2 separate regions of the Sparus aurata genome follow, and region 2 is linked to region 1. The links are chromatin contacts, called in public Hi-C maps. All regions are on one chromosome and are shown on one strand. The core of a region is the stretch at or near the end of the contact, and the rest is flanking DNA. Distances in the headings are between cores, read along the strand shown.

What was found. Hi-C and Micro-C count contacts between places; a contact is called where the count stands out from the background.
Region 2: a contact with region 1 is called in a Hi-C map of an unstated tissue, with 2.7 times the contacts expected there. The contact joins the promoter of LOC115595417 here to the promoter of fam3c in region 1. A contact is called at or near these places in 2 of 2 Hi-C or Micro-C datasets (skeletal muscle and an unstated tissue).

Annotation. Positions count from the first base shown.
Region 1 is chr14:17,152,112-17,154,811 of fSpaAur1.1, forward strand. It overlaps fam3c (FAM3 metabolism regulating signaling molecule C), which reads left to right and starts at 1,436. Exons shown (of 10, transcript XM_030440702.1): 1 at 1,436-1,558; 2 at 1,947-2,001; 3 at 2,108-2,212; 4 at 2,484-2,510. The coding sequence starts at 1,983. LOC115595197 (sortilin) reads left to right here. Exons shown (of 21, transcript XM_030439361.1): 20 at 1-18; 21 at 127-1,187. The coding sequence ends at 141.
Region 2 is chr14:17,414,098-17,416,797 of fSpaAur1.1, forward strand. LOC115595417 reads left to right here and starts at 1,339. Exons shown (of 10, transcript XM_030439861.1): 1 at 1,339-1,461; 2 at 2,346-2,440; 3 at 2,529-2,700. The coding sequence starts at 1,446. LOC115595747 reads right to left here and starts at 517. Exons shown (of 4, transcript XM_030440548.1): 1 at 336-517. The coding sequence starts at 408.

The sequences.
Region 1 (2,700 bases), core at 186-2,685:
CAGCAGGACTCAGATGACGTGAGACACATTCTCAACTATTTCACTATATTTATCTTGTTTTGAGCCCATGAAAACTGTGATTTCTGCACGCTCGCTGACACGTTTTCTTCTTTTTTTTTTCTGCAGGATCTTATTGAATGACACATGACACATTTTAATGGATGTAATAAAGATTCATGGTCGGAAGCAGCCCTGAAAAAAGACTTTGTTGGACTTATCTCTGATGTTTGGACCGGAGCACTCACGAGGATCTGAACGACAAGCATGAAAATGTATTAATTTATTGAGCTGACTGTCATTTCATTGCTTTGCTTTGCTTTTATGTGTACAGTATTTTTTTTTTATTTTTTTTGAATTATTGTTATTTTAGTTTTACTCTGTGTTGCAGCACTTTTTTTTACTCTCTGTCCAATGTGAAAAACAAACGAGACAAATTCAGAAAATGTGCATTTTTAAAAACAACAAAAAACAAAATACAGCATTTTATTCTCACGTGTTCTTTGTACTGTGTGTGTTCGGGTTAAGTTAAATGCACAATAAACGTTTTATAGCATCTGTCCACCAGAGGGCGCTGGCGGTGCTGTCACGTGTCTAATCTGCCTCGATTTAAACAGAGAAGAAGAAAAATGAGGAAGTCGGTGCGAGTGTAACGAAGATATGTTATTGAGAAGATGTATTACTCCTGAAAAAAAAAATCACCACCACTACTACTACTACCACCACCACAATGGTCGTATCAGAACTGTGTTATATGGTTGAATATGACATGGCACTTGAGTCTCAGGTTAAAAAAAGAAATTAAATGGGCTTAAACATGTAGAGATCATTGTTTTAAGAACCAAATATTAGTAATAACCTTTTCCTTCATTGTCATTTTTAGAGTGTAAGAGTGTAAGAAAATTTTACATTTCAGAAGCATTTCATGGGATTATTTTGGATGACACAGTGATGACACAGAGTTAAAATGTATGTTGTATTGATAATAATAATAATAATGAAATTGTTGTTTATAATAACTGTTTTCTGTGAATCTGCTTTTGAAACATGTTAATTTGTATAATATGTGGTCATGTATTTATAATTTTGAGAGCCTACATTGCAACATTTTACACTGTGAACTGTGATTTTTTGTTGTATTAGTGATACAAACTACAAAACTAATTAAATAAAAGCTGAAATCACCCCTTTCCCCTCCTGTTTAATGAATGAGATATTGCTGTCAAGGAAGTGTTGTTTTCATCATCTTTGTGTTACTGTCATTGTATTTATTAATGTTTTTGCAAATGTTGAATATATTCTTGTTGATTTCAACTGAGAACATGGGGATTTTATCTTTTAATGGCGGACAACCTCGGCTGAAAATAAATATTTATTGAAAGAAGAAATAATAATTCCCCCCACTCGTTCGTCTTCGATTTCTCCGACAGAGTGGAGCATCTCACCTCCTGCCCACCTCCCCCGTTTAACAGTCTATTTCAGCTGTCATCCCACAGATCTCTCCAGTCCGGGACACCGTCGGCCACAGCCGGTGCAGGTGGTTATCATAGCGACTGAACGGGTAAGTTAAACAAGGTCTTTACATCCTTCTTCAACTTCTTCCCCGTTATTTCTATCACTGAATTCCCGGAGCAAAGATAGGCAGAGAAGAGGAAGTAACGGTGTACGAGTCAACGTCAGTTTTCACACTTGACGCCAGTTAGCTTGCCAAAACGTCGCCTCCAGGCAGTAATACCGGCACTTAACTGAGAATAAATGCATTATAACAGTTGAATTCCCTGTGACAGCTAATTCAGCGAAAGCTAAAGTGAGGTTAAAACACTTGACTAACTTTCTGTGGTGTTAGCTTTTAGCGCCATGTAAACCGTTATTAGCAAGCTAACGCGTCGTCACCGAAAGTCAACCTGAGCTGGCTGCTAGCATTTGTTTGTTTTGTTTTGTCCTGACAGGGTGTTAGCTTGGAGAGAAGGGGCTGGAGGCTCGCAATGATGCTTCGGGCCGGCGGTAAGCACATGTTCCTTAAGATACCGAGCAATTATTGTGCGAATGTGCTGTTTACAATATGATAAATGGCGCCTGACAGCTTCATCTACCTCTCTTCTCTCTTCAGGTATTTTGAAGTTGGCAGCGCTCATCTTTGCGTTCCTCCTGGCTGTCTTTCTGGCTTTCCAGCTGCTGGAGATCAACACGGATTTTAAACTGGGCAGTGTGATGTGTGAGTACCAAGTGTTTTCTCAAAAAACGAAACCAAGCGGCCATTTAAGATTTGTCTTGTTGTAAAGGAAACCTGAGGTCTTTTTAATCCATTCATTGTGAGGGGTTGTTTTGTGGCAGTGTCGCCTGGAGGCTCAGAAACCAAATATGGTTCATTGTTGTTCTATGTTATGAGGGTTTCGTGCTGGATTTTCCCACGGAGCTGCCCTTTTTATGTGTCCATTTCAGATGAAAGTGTTCTCAAAGATGCATGTATTTCTTTTGCTTTTCAGCCAGATCGGTGCCTGTGAATGAAGCCCGTAAGTATGCTTCTATTCTAACAATTTCCTCTAATGGATTTGCTTTATTAAAGACTGATGCATGCCAGAGGAAATCTGTCCATACCCGTCGACAAGAGTGCTTATAATTATGGTTAAATCCTGCAGTATACAGCTAGATAATGGCACATGAATCTCAGCCCCCATAATCAACCAGGGCTGATAATCAATA
Region 2 (2,700 bases), core at 89-2,588, 260 kb after region 1:
ACTTTGGCTCTTCCCTTTTTTTCTCAGGTGAGACACCATCACCATCTTATCCTACCACGACATCACCCTGTTAGATGAACTTTGCAACAGGTGTTAGCTCACAACAACTCAACTTTTAGCCACTGGTTTATCATCTTGGTTTGATGTCGTGTCATTATTCGTTCGTGTACACTACAAACACAGCCTCCATTCTAAGTGGAGATCGGGCTGAAGCATGTTGTTGGGTGAAAAGCGTGCTTCTCGGGTACTTCCATCATGGAGCCTACTTGCTAGGTGCCCTCGCTAACGTTAGCTAGCTCCGTTAAAACTTGACGTTTCTTGCCGCCCGTACTTACTTTTATAAGTGAACTCCATGGGGTTGACTCTATCAGAGCCGTTGTTCGTGTAATCGTGATCCTTAAATTCCATTTTCCCTATTTATTTGTTCGTCCTTTTTTTTCCTCAAGTACCCTTCGTAGGAAAAGGTCGCTCGGTCGTTACGGCTCCAGAAGGACCCTATGTTCTTCTTCGCGTGTTTTTACCAGAGCGCCCTCAACGCCCTCTGTGTACGGGGTGGCGCCAACGGTGGAATGAGCTCACTACCGCCAACCAGCGTTGTGGTTGTTTCGTGTACTCCAGCTTCTTGTTATCAGACTGCAGTTTTTAGTGTTTTCCACCCTGTTTTTCTGGTCTTATAATTGATTACTAAATTTAATTTGTTTATTCTTTGATTGATTTGTATATTTTTTTACATCACCCATACAATTATGACCTTTTTATAGACAGTGTGTGCTGTTTACCATGTATACATATATTTATATTTATGTATGTTTATGTTTACTTAGCTCTGTTTAGCTTTGTTTTGCTTCTTTCAGTTATATGTCTGTGTTTATCATCAAGTACACTGTCATTTATTTATATTTATTTTAATTCAACTAAAATTAAACTTTAATACAGACTCAGGGTCCGGATAAAAGACATTCCACAGAATGAATTACATAATGAATCACAATAAAAGATCTTATAGTATATATTAGTGTGTTGCAGAGACAGCTGTAATAACCAGGATGATTTCATTTTCAGAGAAATTAAGACAAAAGACAAGAGATACAATTTAAACATGAGTTTTTCTTAAAACACCAATAAACTCCTGCACTCCTTAACTTAATAAAAATAATAATAATGACTTTACTTATATATATTTTTAAGTCGTTTACAGAGAGAAATTGAGAAATTCTAGATGAAAGATAAACAAACAACAGTACAATTCATACAGTAATACAATAATAGAGATAATTAAATGTGTTCAGGAATTGGGGGATTTATAAAGCCCATGATTGAGGGAGTTGTTGCTCTGAGGCACTTCAGCAGAGCCAGCCTCTTGGCAGACAGCAGCTGTGGGTGGGGCAGCAGTTTATCTGAAAAATAGAATCATGAAACGAAAGTAGGCTGTTGCAAACCAAAGAATGGCGACTGCTCACCGTAAGTACTCTCTAAACGCTAAATACTGCTGCGCTTTGTTATTTATCTGCGGTGTTAAATTCATTGTGAACACTTCCTCCTGGTTTCCCTTCATAATAAGAGCTGTTTGTGTCCACTGTGTGTCTGTTTATGTGTTTATTTACATGAGACATTCAGAGACGGATCTTTATATCGAACCAAAACTCAACATAAGTGTTGATATTAGTGGGAGGAAACGATGGAAATGGTGCAGTAATGTGTGCAAGTGTTCTGTACACATTAATCATTTAATGTTACCGTGATTACTTGGATAACTCTAAAACTTTCACTTTCGTTTCTTTAAAAATGGAGCTCTCGCTCTCTCTCTCTCTCTCTCTCTCTGCAGGATCTACTTACAACTACTAATAGACCGACATCAATATAGTGGGTTTAAAATCACGCTTTACTGTAATATCTCATTGACGTGGTGTTAAATTGAAGGTGCCCTCATTAGCTTTTTATTTCTCAAGTATTTTCCAACCAGGTAGATCATGACCATGCAGTCAAAAACTAAAACTTGTAATTGCCCAGCAGGGGGCAGCAGATCAACTGTACATGCACCAGAGAGAATATCATGTGTGTTCGGGGAACTGTAGAAGAAATCCAATCTCAGAACTGAAATATTTGTAATATTAATGAGGCAATGATACAAACTCGGAGATATTAATTTTAATCATAAGTAAATCAACAAGCCGTTCTCAGAGGAAAATAAGGTCTTCTATCTTTTTTCTGTTTGAGGCTGGAAAGGTGGCAGGGTCCGCCACATGTAAACAAAGGGAACCCCTATGATATTGTGATGTCCTTAAATGTCATTTACACTGTAGCTGCTGAGCTTAAAAGGCTTTCCTAAACACTTGACATTCCAGAGTCTGAAGAGGAAAACATCTCTGAGGCGGAGTCTGACGTCAGCGATGAGTCAGACAGCGAGTCAGACGGATCAGAAGGGGAAAGCGATTCTCAGGTTTGTTTCTGGACGGGGAACATTTATGAGAACACAGCTATAACTACATCTACCTCATTCAAACATATTCTGTGTTTTTCTTTCAAAGTCTCCTGTGAGACAGCCCTGCAGGTATTACAACGCCAAAGGTGGCTGCCGGGACGGCGCCAGGTGCTCGTACCTGCACGTCTGCAAGTACTCGCTGACAGAAAGTTGTCGCTACGGGTCTAAATGTAAGCTGAACCACGACACAGCGTCCTCTGACGTCAGAGACGGGGCTT